Linked DNA regions of Gossypium arboreum: region 2 is linked to region 1. Evidence: chromatin contacts called from public Hi-C data. All regions are on one chromosome and are shown on one strand. The core of a region is the stretch at or near the end of the contact, and the rest is flanking DNA. Distances in the headings are between cores, read along the strand shown.

What was found. Hi-C and Micro-C count contacts between places; a contact is called where the count stands out from the background.
Region 2: a Hi-C map of leaf shows a contact between it and region 1, with 4 times the contacts expected there. The contact joins the promoter of LOC108460770 here to the promoter of LOC108484047 in region 1. A contact is called at or near these places in 2 of 5 Hi-C or Micro-C datasets (both in leaf).

The regions. Positions count from the first base shown.
Region 1 is chr4:35,948,391-35,954,861 of ASM2569848v2, reverse strand. It overlaps LOC108484047 (serine/arginine-rich splicing factor RS2Z33-like), which reads left to right and starts at 2,416. Exons shown (of 7, transcript XM_017787665.2): 1 at 2,416-2,542; 2 at 4,177-4,296; 3 at 4,876-4,915; 4 at 5,071-5,166; 5 at 5,546-5,742; 6 at 5,847-5,933; 7 at 6,344-6,471. The coding sequence starts at 4,187.
Region 2 is chr4:36,666,207-36,672,677 of ASM2569848v2, reverse strand. It overlaps LOC108460770 (54S ribosomal protein L17, mitochondrial-like), which reads right to left and starts at 2,515. Exons shown (of 9, transcript XM_053027136.1): 1 at 1,940-2,515; 2 at 1,364-1,489; 3 at 250-343.

The sequences.
Region 1 (6,471 bases), core at 1,167-3,666:
TATCTCTATGTTATCGACATATATTTACTTTTAAATTTACATGTATATATATTAATACACTTTTTACTTTAATAGTTTTTATCTAAAACACTTTCGCTTCGTGATATATCATGTACTTTCTCTATGTATATACTGAAATAATTTTGAAACTTCATTTTTTTTTGTAATTATAAAATTATTATTATTTTTGAATATTCCTTTATATTATATGGCTTTTATGTTTTATATATAGCCCATTATTTTAAATGTTTTGATATAAGGGCCTGTGTATATTTTTAGACTAACTTAAAACTTATATTATTATTAATCTCATGATTTCTTTTACAATAAATTTGTACGTATATATTTGTAAATCTATTTTGTGTATTACGTCTCATCACGTATTTTATTATCCTTTCACGTTATATATATTATTTAAGTCATCACGTGCTTTGTCAATTTTCAAATGAATTCGTTTTTAAAACATTTTATGTATGACTTAATTCAAAATTGTATTCTATAATATCTATTTTAATAATTATATTCTTATTTTCTATGCAAATTTGTCAATTTATACATTATGTGCTTTGAAAATATTCATTCTACGATACATATATTTTAATGATTGCGTGTGTTTATTAAGCTTGTCTTTACAAATGTTCTTTATTTATCGATTTATCAATTCATATAATATGTGTCATGTACTTATCATTGTCTTAAAATAGTTTTATGCCATATTGTTTCTTCGATTTGCATTTTGTTTTGTGCATCTAGTAGTAATCATTTTATGTTATGTCATGCATGTCGTTGTGGCACATTATTTGTTCATTTTTCTTATTTCCATGTTAACTATTCCTCATGCATGATTGAAATCAAATTATATTTCCAAGCTAGTTATGCTTAGTTGTTTAAGTGTTTGTTAGCCGATTAAATAATTGAATTACCTTCATTTTTTTCATGCGCACGCATATTACCCCATTCATCGCTCCACTTGATTTTTGAAATGTGGTTCTATAAAACCCAAATTTTATGATTAATTTCGTCTTATTTCAAATCGAGTTAATACGTTTTAAGCTAGTTTTATAATCATTCAAAAATTCTTTAAAAAGAAGACGAGATTTGGTATTTGGCAATTCGCGGAATCGTGCCCTAACGTGTTGGGTTGCAATTTCTTATTTGCTCAAAATAATCGAATATCACTTCAAAATTTCACTTATGTCTTTTAAAACCCCTTAAACGAAGGCGATGTGTGATATTTGGCAATTCGTGGAATCGTGCCCTAACGTGTTGGGTTGCAATTTCTCGTTTGCTTAAAATAATCAAATATCCCTTCAAAATTTCACTCAGGTTTCCTAAAAATCTTTCAAAACGAAGGTGATGTTCAATGTTTGGCAATTTGAGAATCGTGCCCTATCGTGCTGGGTTGCGCTTTTTCATTTGTTCGAAACAATCGAAGATCCCTTCGGAATTTCACTCACTTTTTCCAAAAACTCTTTAAAACGAAAGAAATGTTCGATGATTGGCAATTCGAGGAATAGTGCCCTATCGTGCTGGGTCGCAATCTCCCGTTTGTTCAAAATAATTGAATATCTCTTCGAAATTTCACTCGTGTTTTCTAAGGTGAGGCAATGGTCAATGTTTGGAAATTCGAGAATTCGTGCCCTATTGTGCTGGGTTTCGGTTTTCCGTTAAACTAAATAGTTGAGCATCATTTTGTGATTTTCAAATTAAAATTTTCGGACGTCGAAACAAGAAGATTTTTGGCAACCAACTCGGGTTATTCAAATGTTATTAAAAAAGAACCACATTTCAAAAACATTCTTAATTTTAGACATAAGGACAGTATTTAATCGGTTTGGTACCAATTTTGGGCGTAGTGAGGGTGCTAATCCTTCCTCATACGTAACCGACTCCCGAGCCCGTTTTCTCATATTTTCGTAGACCAGAATCAATGTTTTAGTAAACCAAAAATGTTTTATTAAAATAACCAAATCCTTAGGTGATCCGATCACACCAAAACAAAAGATCGGTGGCAACTCTATATTTCTTTTTATCAAAGTCGATTCCCCATTTCTTTTAAACTTAAAAATTTTTAAATAAAAAGGATGGTTTCGACAATAATAAATTATGAAATAAATAATAATGGAAGTAAAAAGAAGGAGAAAAATATACATCAATCAACTATTCACAATACTTCTCGTAAATCTCAAATTATAAATATAAGAAATATAAATAATATAAAATTCTACTTCTAATCCTCATTATAAATAAAATTATTAATTTATCTGTCTTGTATTGCTTCAATAATTATCCTTCTAATATTCAACGGATCATTTGTTTGGACAGCCCGAAACACCGCACCCACACATTCTATAATTTTAAAGCTGATTGATCATTATTGTAATTCCGCGAATGTCAGTAGGGCTCTTTTGGTAATTACAGCATCTCTCATTTTTTAGTGTTGACTGTTGACTGAATCCTTATCCATAGGTTCCAGCCCAGGCCGTAATCATAGAAAAAAAACCCGATGCGTTTAAGCTCTAGCTCTCTTCGAAAAATCAAGGTTATTTTTTTTAATCTTCTCTTTTCTTCACCTCCCTCTTGAATTTCATTGTAAGTTCTCTTTTCTTTTTCTTTTATATTTCTTTGAATCCTTGTACTCTTACGTCCCCAATTTATCGATTATTTATTATAGATCTGAGAGATTCTCGAGCATTTTATATTTGAATTTGAATTTGCCGCTTCTTTATGTTTTTTTTTTGGCATGCATGTTATTTGTTTGTTTATAGTTTTTGGTTATATGATTTATATTGCTAATTTAACAATTATTTGTTTAGGACTTTAGGGTGTTAGAAATTGAAATCTGAAAATTAGGTATTCAATTTTAATGTTTAAATTAAGGATTTCGGGGGGTGGGGGGATAGTATTTTTCCTGTTTTATGATGTGTATTTGCGAGGCCTTTTTGGTACTGATTGGTTTTCGCTTTTAGTACTTGATTTTTTATGCCATTAGATTCCAAGCAAATGATATGTGTGTGTGTGTGTGTAGAAGTCCTGATAGGAGTGAGAATCATCTTCTTTACATGAATATTTCTTGTTTAGGGCTGTTAGAAATGAGGGATAAGAATCATCTTCCCCTTGTTTGGATAATTTGATTTTAGAAAAGGGAGGGAAAGCAAAGGGAGTTGAGAATCTCTCATTTTCCCTTCCTTTCCTCTATTTTTTAATACCCAATTTGGGGTAAAGTGAAAGGAAATTTTTAAATTTTTATATTAGGTAAAATTTTGATTTTTAACCTCTTTTTTTCTCAAAACTTCTTATTCGATCATCTTTCTACCTACAGACCATTGAACATCGGACTTATCCTTCTAGTATTAACTTCAGGCTTTAGCAGAGATCAAAGCATTTCATTATTCATTATTATCCTTGTAAACTTGAATATTAGCCGCCAACCAAACATTTGGGGCTTTGTCAAAATAATCAACTCATGTAATTATGATAACTAATGTTTTACATTTTGTTAGATTATTAGCTTCTCTTTTCTGAATTGGTAGCAACTTCATTTGTATTATTGGGTAACACTTTAATTATTTTTCTATGAAGAATATTAGTGTTTTATAATTTTAATTTAATTTTAGTATTGTTATGTATGCAGGGGATAGAATTGGAAATTTCATTCAAAATAAATAATTTCCTTTCCTTTCCTTTCCATAGTTTACCCAAACAAGAAATATTAAAATCACTTTCCTTTCCTTTATTAATTTTAAGAATCCAAACAAAAAATAAATATATCATTTCCTTTCTTTAACCTTCCATTCCATTCCATTCTTTTCTTTACTTTCCTTTCCTTCAATAATATTTATCCAAACACAGGGTGAAATCTTAAATTTTAAATTATACTCAAAGGTGTTCTTTTTCATGTTCAAATTAAGGATTTTGGGGAAAAATTAGCATTTCTTTTTCTTGTTTTGCAATGTGTATAATCACTGCATTAAAAACACAAGGTCTTACAACCATATTAGATTCTCTGGCATTGAAGATTTTAAAATATCATCATTAATCTCCATTTTTTCAGTTCTTTTCTTTCTAGATCATTATAAAAATTTGAACTTTCTATATATTCTATATGGGAATAGCAAAAGATAGACTAGAACCATGCCATTGTCTTTTTGGTTCTTATTGAAATGCTTGTTGCAGGGAAAGAGAAATGCCTAGGTATGATGACCGCCGCGGTAGTGGTACACGCCTTTATGTTGGTCACTTGTCTTCGAGGACAAGGTCACGTGATCTTGAGGACATGTTTAGCAGATATGGGAGGTAATCTATTCTTTTATTATGTTTAAGAAATTCGTAAAATTCGTAATCATTGCATCTAGTAGTGGTTTAGGTTAGTTAAATTTTATTGCATATTTCAAGTGTTTCGTTCTTTTTTCTCCATTTAGGTGTTCTTGGTTTTTTCTAGTGTTCCATTTTTATCAATTTGGGTGTTCATGATCTTTTTATTCTTTCGTATTTGTTGGTCATTAGGATAAGTTCAGGACGTAGTGACAATGAAGTAGGAGATACTAGAGTCCTTCATGAGCTCTTGTTGTAGTGCTGGACGTCTGGTATTCCATATAAAACATGAGTGAGAATATTGCACCCTCCACATGTCTGTGTGTGTGGTTTAACTTCAATGATCTTGTTGAAGGTCTCTTGGCTTTTGCCTAACATGGAGGTCTATGGTGAGAGGGTCCATGGTGGATTTGGCCAGTCTTTCTAGTGTTATTGCCTGTTTTTATCGAAATGGAACAATATCAAAAGTGGTGTTTTTGATTCAACTCTGAGGGGCGAACTCTCAACCCTTCGATAATTGTGTCTTGATGGCCTTTCTGTTTCTGGCACCCCTTTACGCAGAATACGTGATGTGGATATGAAGCGCGACTATGCATTCGTTGTATGTATTCTTTACTCAATTTAAACCGAAACTGCTTGTCTTCCTTATCCATAAATTTCTTTAACATATGTTGTAAATATGATGGTTTTACTTGGATCTTTTTCTTCATTGTTTGTGCATCAGTGTGTCTATGTTGTCTTGCTCATTGATAACAGGAATTCAGTGACCCTAGAGATGCTGATGATGCAAGATATTCATTGAATGGTAGAGACCTTGATGGAAGCCGTATAGTTGTTGAATTTGCCAAGGGGGTGAGTTTTCTGATTGCTTTTCACATAACAGAGATTTTGCTACCTTTTTTTTTTTTTTTTATGTTAATACCTAAATGATATTGAAAAGGTCAAAGGTGATTGATGTTGGCCGTTGACTAATTTAATATATATTACCTCTGGTCTAGAAGAAAGATATTTACATAAATACCCTTTGGGATATTATTTGCTTCTTGCTTTCTACATTAGAATCAACATATGAGAGAAACTGGTTTCCGAGTGTCATTTGAAGGTGATGCCAGAACTGCATTATTTTATTTTGTTGCTTTGCATTATTTGTTCTCATTCTTGTCCTGGATTTTGTAGAGTCTTTTAATCAAATATTATTTTACCATCCAATCTGATTTGAATTACAATTTAGGTGCTTCGTGGCTTTGGTGGGTCTCGTGATTACCCTGGAAGAAGTCCTGCTCCTGGAGCAGGGCGCTGCTTCAACTGTGGAATTGACGGTCACTGGGCTCGTGATTGCAAAGCTGGGGATTGGAAGAATAAGTGTTATCGCTGTGGTGATCGAGGCCATATCGAAAGAAATTGTCAAAACAGTCCAAAGAAACTGAGGTCCTCACCTTTCTTCCTTCTCATCTGTTCTGTTCTTATTCTAACCAGTTATCATATTTAAGCTACTTTTTTTGTTTACTTGAGAAACAACTATACTGGTGCAGCCGTCGACCTCGCAGTTACTCACGCTCACCTAGTCCTTGCCGTGGAAGAAGCAGAAGCCGCAGTTACAGTAGGGGACGTAGCAACAGGTTTGTATTTACTGTTCCTCTTTTAAAATATGAATTGCCTTCGACTAAAATGCACTTTGGAATTTGCTATTTTTGTTTTGCATTAAAATTGGAACAATATTACACATTTACACTACATAAATATGACATGGGTAAAAAATGAAGCACAACACGAAAAAAATATAATATGAATATAACATTAGTGTCTTAATTTATATAATACGAATATTAACTTTAGTAAATCTTTTTATATAAAATACTTTCAACGTGATTAGACATGACCAAAATATATTAAAATGGAATGAATGTATGGATTGTCATGTCTGATTAAAGTTCTTATGCAAGTAATAAGAGTCAAGGAAGATTTAATTGGCAGAATTGTTTTGGTTTTGTTAAAACTGATTGTTGTGCTGAATCTTGACTTTCTGCAGTAGATCGAGAACACCTGTGAAGAGAGAACGAGGTTTCGAGCGCGATGATAGAAGATCGAGGAGTCCTAAGTCCCACAGGAGTTCTCCTTTGCCACCCAGAGGCCGGAAGCATAGTCCAACTCTCGACG
Region 2 (6,471 bases), core at 1,266-3,765, 720 kb before region 1:
TTTCTCCCTTTTTTTATTTACTTTATCCTTACCCCATTCAACTAAAAGGGACTTCAACGACTACTTTCAAACTAGTTTTTCCTTCACTTGATGGATTTGACTTTCCCAACTTATTACTAACACACTCAATGAGGGGAATACACACGACCAAATAAACATTAACAGTCATGCACACAAGAAACAATAATCAAATAAAACAACACACATCAATGTTATTCCAAACAAAATCATGAGATTGTAGAGAGATACCTTGCGTCGATATGAATGGCCAAGTCAATCAAAGGACAAATTGAAGCCCCCCTTCAAACACTGTCGACATCCTCAAAAGAGAAACCTTCTTTTGCTACATTATTAACAATATCAAAGCAAAAGATGAGTACATTGGATTTTTTAAAAAATAAGCCACTATTACTAGTCAAATATGAAACTCTAAAAGAAAACTCTCACTAGGGGTGAGCATTCGACCGAATTGAATCGAATGGAAAATTTTCGAGGTAATCAAGTTTTCAAATCCTATTTTATCATCCTAACTTGATTTGAAATTTTTACGAATCGAGTCAAGTGAGATGTTATTCAAATTGAATTGAATACAATTGTTCGAGTTAAATTAAAACAATGACTGATGTTATTTATTTTTATGTAATTTTTTAAAAAATATTTTTATTTAAAGTTTTTAAACATGATTATATGACGACTAGGAATTGGATCACTTGTCTACATGTTAAAAAGAACAAATTAACTAAAGACAGAGTCAAAAAGGACAAATTAAACCCTTATTTTACCAAAAAAAAAAAAAGTCTGCATAGAAAAAAATTCATTGTTAAAAACTCCATTATTCAGACCCCTAGAAAAAAAGAAAAGGATACAAGTCCATTTGATAAATGAAAAAATTACATATAAAGGAATGTAACAAAATAAAAAAATCATCACAGCACACAATTCTTCATGTCTAATAATTACTACATTATAGCAATAGATCTTACTTAGATTGAAGAAAGCTTTATCAAACTACATAGTACAGACCATATATCTTAAATATTCAACATCAAGCAAGGAAATTACAAATTAGGCAAGGAGAACCCAATAATCTATGGAGATAGAAATATTCTAAAGCAGCAGATCAGGGTTCATTAACAATCTGACTTATCAAAGTTATCGTGCATAGAGACTTTTAATGATACTTGATCATGCACAAGCACATGCATGTAAATAAAAAAGGAATAAAACAATCTATGGTTTATTGAGATTACTGAAATCAAAGTTCATAAATGGTCAATCTTTATTTCAAATGATACTTGGTCAAGCACAAGCACAAGCACAAGCACATGCATGCAAATAAAAACGGAATAAAAAAGGAACTCACTCTTGATGTTTACTTGTATAGAGACATATCAAAATTTGCAAAAGTATTGACAGATTAAACCATCTCGAGAAAAATCTTGAATATTCAAGCTTTTAATTGTGTATTTTTAGCATTTTCGCATCCCACCTGAGTATAGGGAAAACCAGTTTACTGAGTTTCTATTGACAAAATCTATGTTTCAGAAACTAAAATAATGTACCATGCAAAGATGTATGCCTTGGTATTATTAGCCTTTTTGCTCAGAAAATTAATAATTTTTTTAATTCATGGAAATATCTACAAGTTAGAAAGAACAAATTAACTAAAGACAGAGTAAAAAAGAACAAATCAAGCCCTTCGGCCCCTGCCTGCATATTTCAATTTAATATTGAATTCGATTCCACTCGAAAAATTCGAAAAAAAATCGAATTTCAAATTATTTGAATTGAGTTAATAGAATCAACTCGATTTTTAATCCGAAACAGTCATATAAAAGCTAAATCATGCAATTTATCTTTAAGTACACATTTTAAATCGTTCAAGTTTTTTACTGGTTTAATAATATATTAGATCATATCCAATTAAGCAGGCACTTACCGAAGAAAGTTGGTGATCCGATCAAGAGAGTAAAATGATCAGCTTCTAGTTTTGTTCGTTGAGTAATATCGTCGAGCACTTGGTGACCTGAAAAAAACGAACTGGAGAAAAAGAACTTAACAGAAAGGGCCTTGAATCCAAAATCAAATCGAATCGAAGGTTTTGAAAAAGGAGAAATAGAGGGGCGACTTAAAAGGGTTGACAGTTGGAGACAACCCTTGACGACGATTTGATGGCGATGAAAGCTCACGGCGGCTAGGGTTTCAAAACAAAAGAGAAGGCTCCTTCTCTTGGTTAGCTTTGCAGAAGGCTCAGTTTGACAGAGAAGTGAAAGATTTTGTTCATTTTTATTTACTTCACATTATATTTTACCTCGTTATGATAATATAAATAACTAAAATATAATCTGAATTAAACAAAAATAATTATTTTTAAATTTACCCTTTAATTTATCTTCATTTAAGTGAATAAAACGATAGAAAGGGAAAAGACCAAGATTTTAGAAGGTTCAGGAGCGGCCCAAATCTTGTAGTTTCTAATCAACGCGTTTCCAGTATGTGGGTATTATTTTCTTACTTTAACTTCATTGCCTTCATTTTTCTTTTTGGTAGATAAAAATTGAAAACAATTACAATATTATTCCAGTGTAAATATAAATAAACCGATCATCTAGCTGTAAATATTCCATGATCGCTTTTGGAGTTCCTAAACATTATCGGATCATAAAGGAAAATTTTTATCATTCCAGCCAACATATGTATAGTTATATTAACTTCCCTTGGAAATTGCTTTATTAATTTGTTTTTGTTAATGTTCTTGCCATTAATATTATCACCATTAGTGTCTATCATTATTATTATTATTATTATTATTATTATTTTGTGATCGGTAACTGTCCAACTTAATTTAAAAAATAAGCTTAAAATTTTATTTAAATCTAGCCTAAATTAAAATGCTAAATTGAATCGACTTGACATGTTCATATTAAATTTTTAAATTATTTTATATAAAAATTTAAAATATATAATATATCAATAAATTATAGTTTAAAAACATGTCAAATTCGAGATAACATAATATGGTAATCAACACATCACTATAATTTCTTCTAGATGTTATCGACATGTACCCAATGATCACATCAGTCTACTACATTAATTCATCTAAAAAGTGTTAAAACTTAGGTCATCGGGCTGGATCAAGTTTGGGCTAGATCCATACAATGTATTTAGATCAATTTTTTAATTCAAGTCTAATCGGTCTAGAAAATGGGCTTACATTTTTGTCCAAATCCGATTTGATTTAAAAAATGTAAACTCGAACCGATCCGGCTTGCTCATATTTGATTATTTTAGATTAGTTTTTATTTAAAAATATTTTTTAAAATATATATAATATACTAAATGCACTAAAAATGCTAAAATAAATGTTTTGTAACTCATTAAAAAATATTTATATTTTAAAAATATTAACATAAATATAATAAATGTTTTATTGTATTAAAATTAGGATTAACAATACTCATCATGTATCTAAATCTCAGTTCTTGAACTGTTCTAAATGAATGCTTGCCACACACAAGAAAAGTAGAAATAACTTGATGACACTCATCAGCATCAGCATCAAACTTATAGGTTTTTATAGATGAACCACCTCCTAAAGATGGTTGAGTGGCTATGGTGTATTGAATGAATGATGTCCTTATTAATTTTTTTCAAACAACTATTTAGATGACGTCTTAAATGAGAGGTTTCGCTAAAAAATTTAGAAAAAAAAATGATGTTGGAAAAATTGCATTTTATGGGAACTTTGAGGCATATTCTTAATAGGTAAAGGTGGAGAGTTGAATCATAAAATTATGGTTTCATATTTTACTCCATGAGACCTTTACAACGATACATCATATGCTCAAAATGGTTGAGTGGTGAATGAGAAATTGATGTTCAAAGTAAGCTATTTGGAAATATTTGTTGAAGAAAAGTAAAGGCTTGATCTCACATTAGTTAAATATCAAGTATGAGATGTGTTTATATATGGGAACCCTCTTAAAGGATGATTGAATGATTAAGCTTATAACCTTGCCTCGCACGTAAGGGGGTTGCAAGTCCAAACCAGTGGGGGTTGGAGTGCACCCACATGACGTGGGCGACTCGAAATGTTCGAACTAGCCTAAAGTGGGCCTACGAATATTTAGCCCAACACAAAATTATTTTTCTTAAGGACATTTATCTTATTTTTTTAATTCCAATCAATTTTATTTAATTTTTTAATCAAATTGATTTATTGGCTCCTTAATGGCAGATTTTGTGGAAATTTCCAAAATTCCAACATTCTCAATGCCTATAAAAGGCTAAGAATTCTGTAGAATTTTACACACTCTCAAATTCTCTTACACCGAAATTTTTTTCTCTAAAAAACTCTTCTTTTCTTCTTCGTATTTTTCAAACGTTTCGATGATAGAAAAAGACATCATTTGTTCGTTGATCGCTGCAAAGGTGCTGCTGCTTTGATCATTGTATTGTTGTATCCTGGGAGACATTCGACCAACGTTTCTCCAAGTACCGTGGGAGCGATCGAATCTGTCTTAAGAAAATTGTGTTTCATAAGTTTCAACGTTTAGTAATATATCTATTCTTCATTTTTATTTTTATTTTTGTTACAGTTTTGATTGATTTTCGTATTTGATAAATTAAATATAAATTATTCTATTTATATTTATTTTATATATAAATATTTATTTATTTATTTTGTTCGCTAACATGTTTTGTCCAACAAAAGATACTCTTACAATGATTACATTGTGCCTTCAACTTGTTTTTGTTCTCACATTCAAGCTTTGTCATTTCATCCCACACCTTTGAAGTAGTAGACTTTTGACATTTGAAAAAACTTTCATATTCATTAAATACATCTTCCATATGTATTGGAGTGTTCGAACTAACCATTCTCATGAAAATTGAAATCCTGAAATCGTAAAAACTCAATTAATATAAAACAAATAGAATCAATTTTTAAATACATATATGGTTAACTATGGTAGCATGATTTGAAACCTTGCTAAAGTACAAGAACTGATAGTGAATTTTGATCATTCATTTTCGTAGCCATTCATATTTAACATCCCAAATTTAAATACAAAATAATATAAACACCATCAAGTGATTAGCAAAATAATAATAACTCATCAATTTGCAAGCAATGACCATTAATAAAGCATCAACTCAATTTATCTCTATTTGTTCATACTTTTTAAGTAAAGGAAAATAAAAAGAAGATGTTAATGAGTTAGATAACCCGATTTAGATTCAAGCAATAGAATTAGATAACTTGATTTAGATAAAAACATATTTCATCCCTTTGGATAGCCTCTAAAATTTTGAATAAAGACAAAAAAAAATCTCTATTATGTATTGCATTATGTACAATATTCTTGTTCTTACGGTAAAGAATAATTGTTGGTAGTGCAATACATACAATAATTCTCTAAGAAAAAAATTCTATAAAACCAAGAAAAATGAGATCATTTTATATTCCACAGTAAAGATTATTGGCAGTGAAAGTGTGTCAGGTAGTAAATTATTGTATGCATTATCATAATAAGTAGTTTTTTTAGTAACTACTAACTAGTTTCTATTACAATGTGCGATGAGACTGAAAGTTGAATGTTGGAGACAAATGAGTAGCGATGCTTGAGGACTCTGAGCGTGGTGGGGGTGTTGTCTTTGTGAATGAGTGACTGGGTGAATGGGGGAACTAAGGTTGGTGAAAGTGTGCCAGGTGGTAAAATTATTGTATGCATTATCATAATAAGTAGTTTTTTTAGTAATTACTAACTAGTTGTTATTTCAATGTGCGATGAGATTGAAGGCTAAATGTCAGAGACAAATGAGCAGCGACGCTGGAGGTCTCTGAGCGTGGTGGGGGTGTTGTCTTTGCGAATGAGTAAATGGGTGAGTAGGGGAACTAAGGTTCAGAATTTGCAGAAGGTAGAGAAATGAAAATTAGCAGCGGTGACTAACGACTAGTGAAGAAGCAAAAACTAAGCAGAAGGTAAAAAAGCAACAATGGCAGCAATGACAATGAAACAAATGAAAAACAGCAAAAGGCAAAGAAGCAACAATGGTGGAAACACCAAAGAAGCAATAAATAAGGAAAAATTTAAGGATTAGGGATTAACAAAAGGAAAATAAGGATTGGAAAGGGAAAGGGGAATATCAAGGCTGGGTCTGCTGGGAAGTGGGAACAAGGGTAAAACTTTTAGGTTAATAAAATCAGAATGGGCTTGGGTTGAAAAATCCTTGCTCGAAGCCCGACCCATTTTTAAAACGGACTGGTAGTGCAATATATACAATATATACAATGATTCTCTATGAAAAAAATTCTATATAACCAAGAAAAATGAAATCATTTTATATTCCACAGTAAAGATTATTGGCAGTGAAAGTGTGTTAGGTGGTAAAATTATTGTATGCATTATCATAATAAGTAGTTATTTTAGTAACTACTAACTAGTTGTTATTACAATGTGTGAT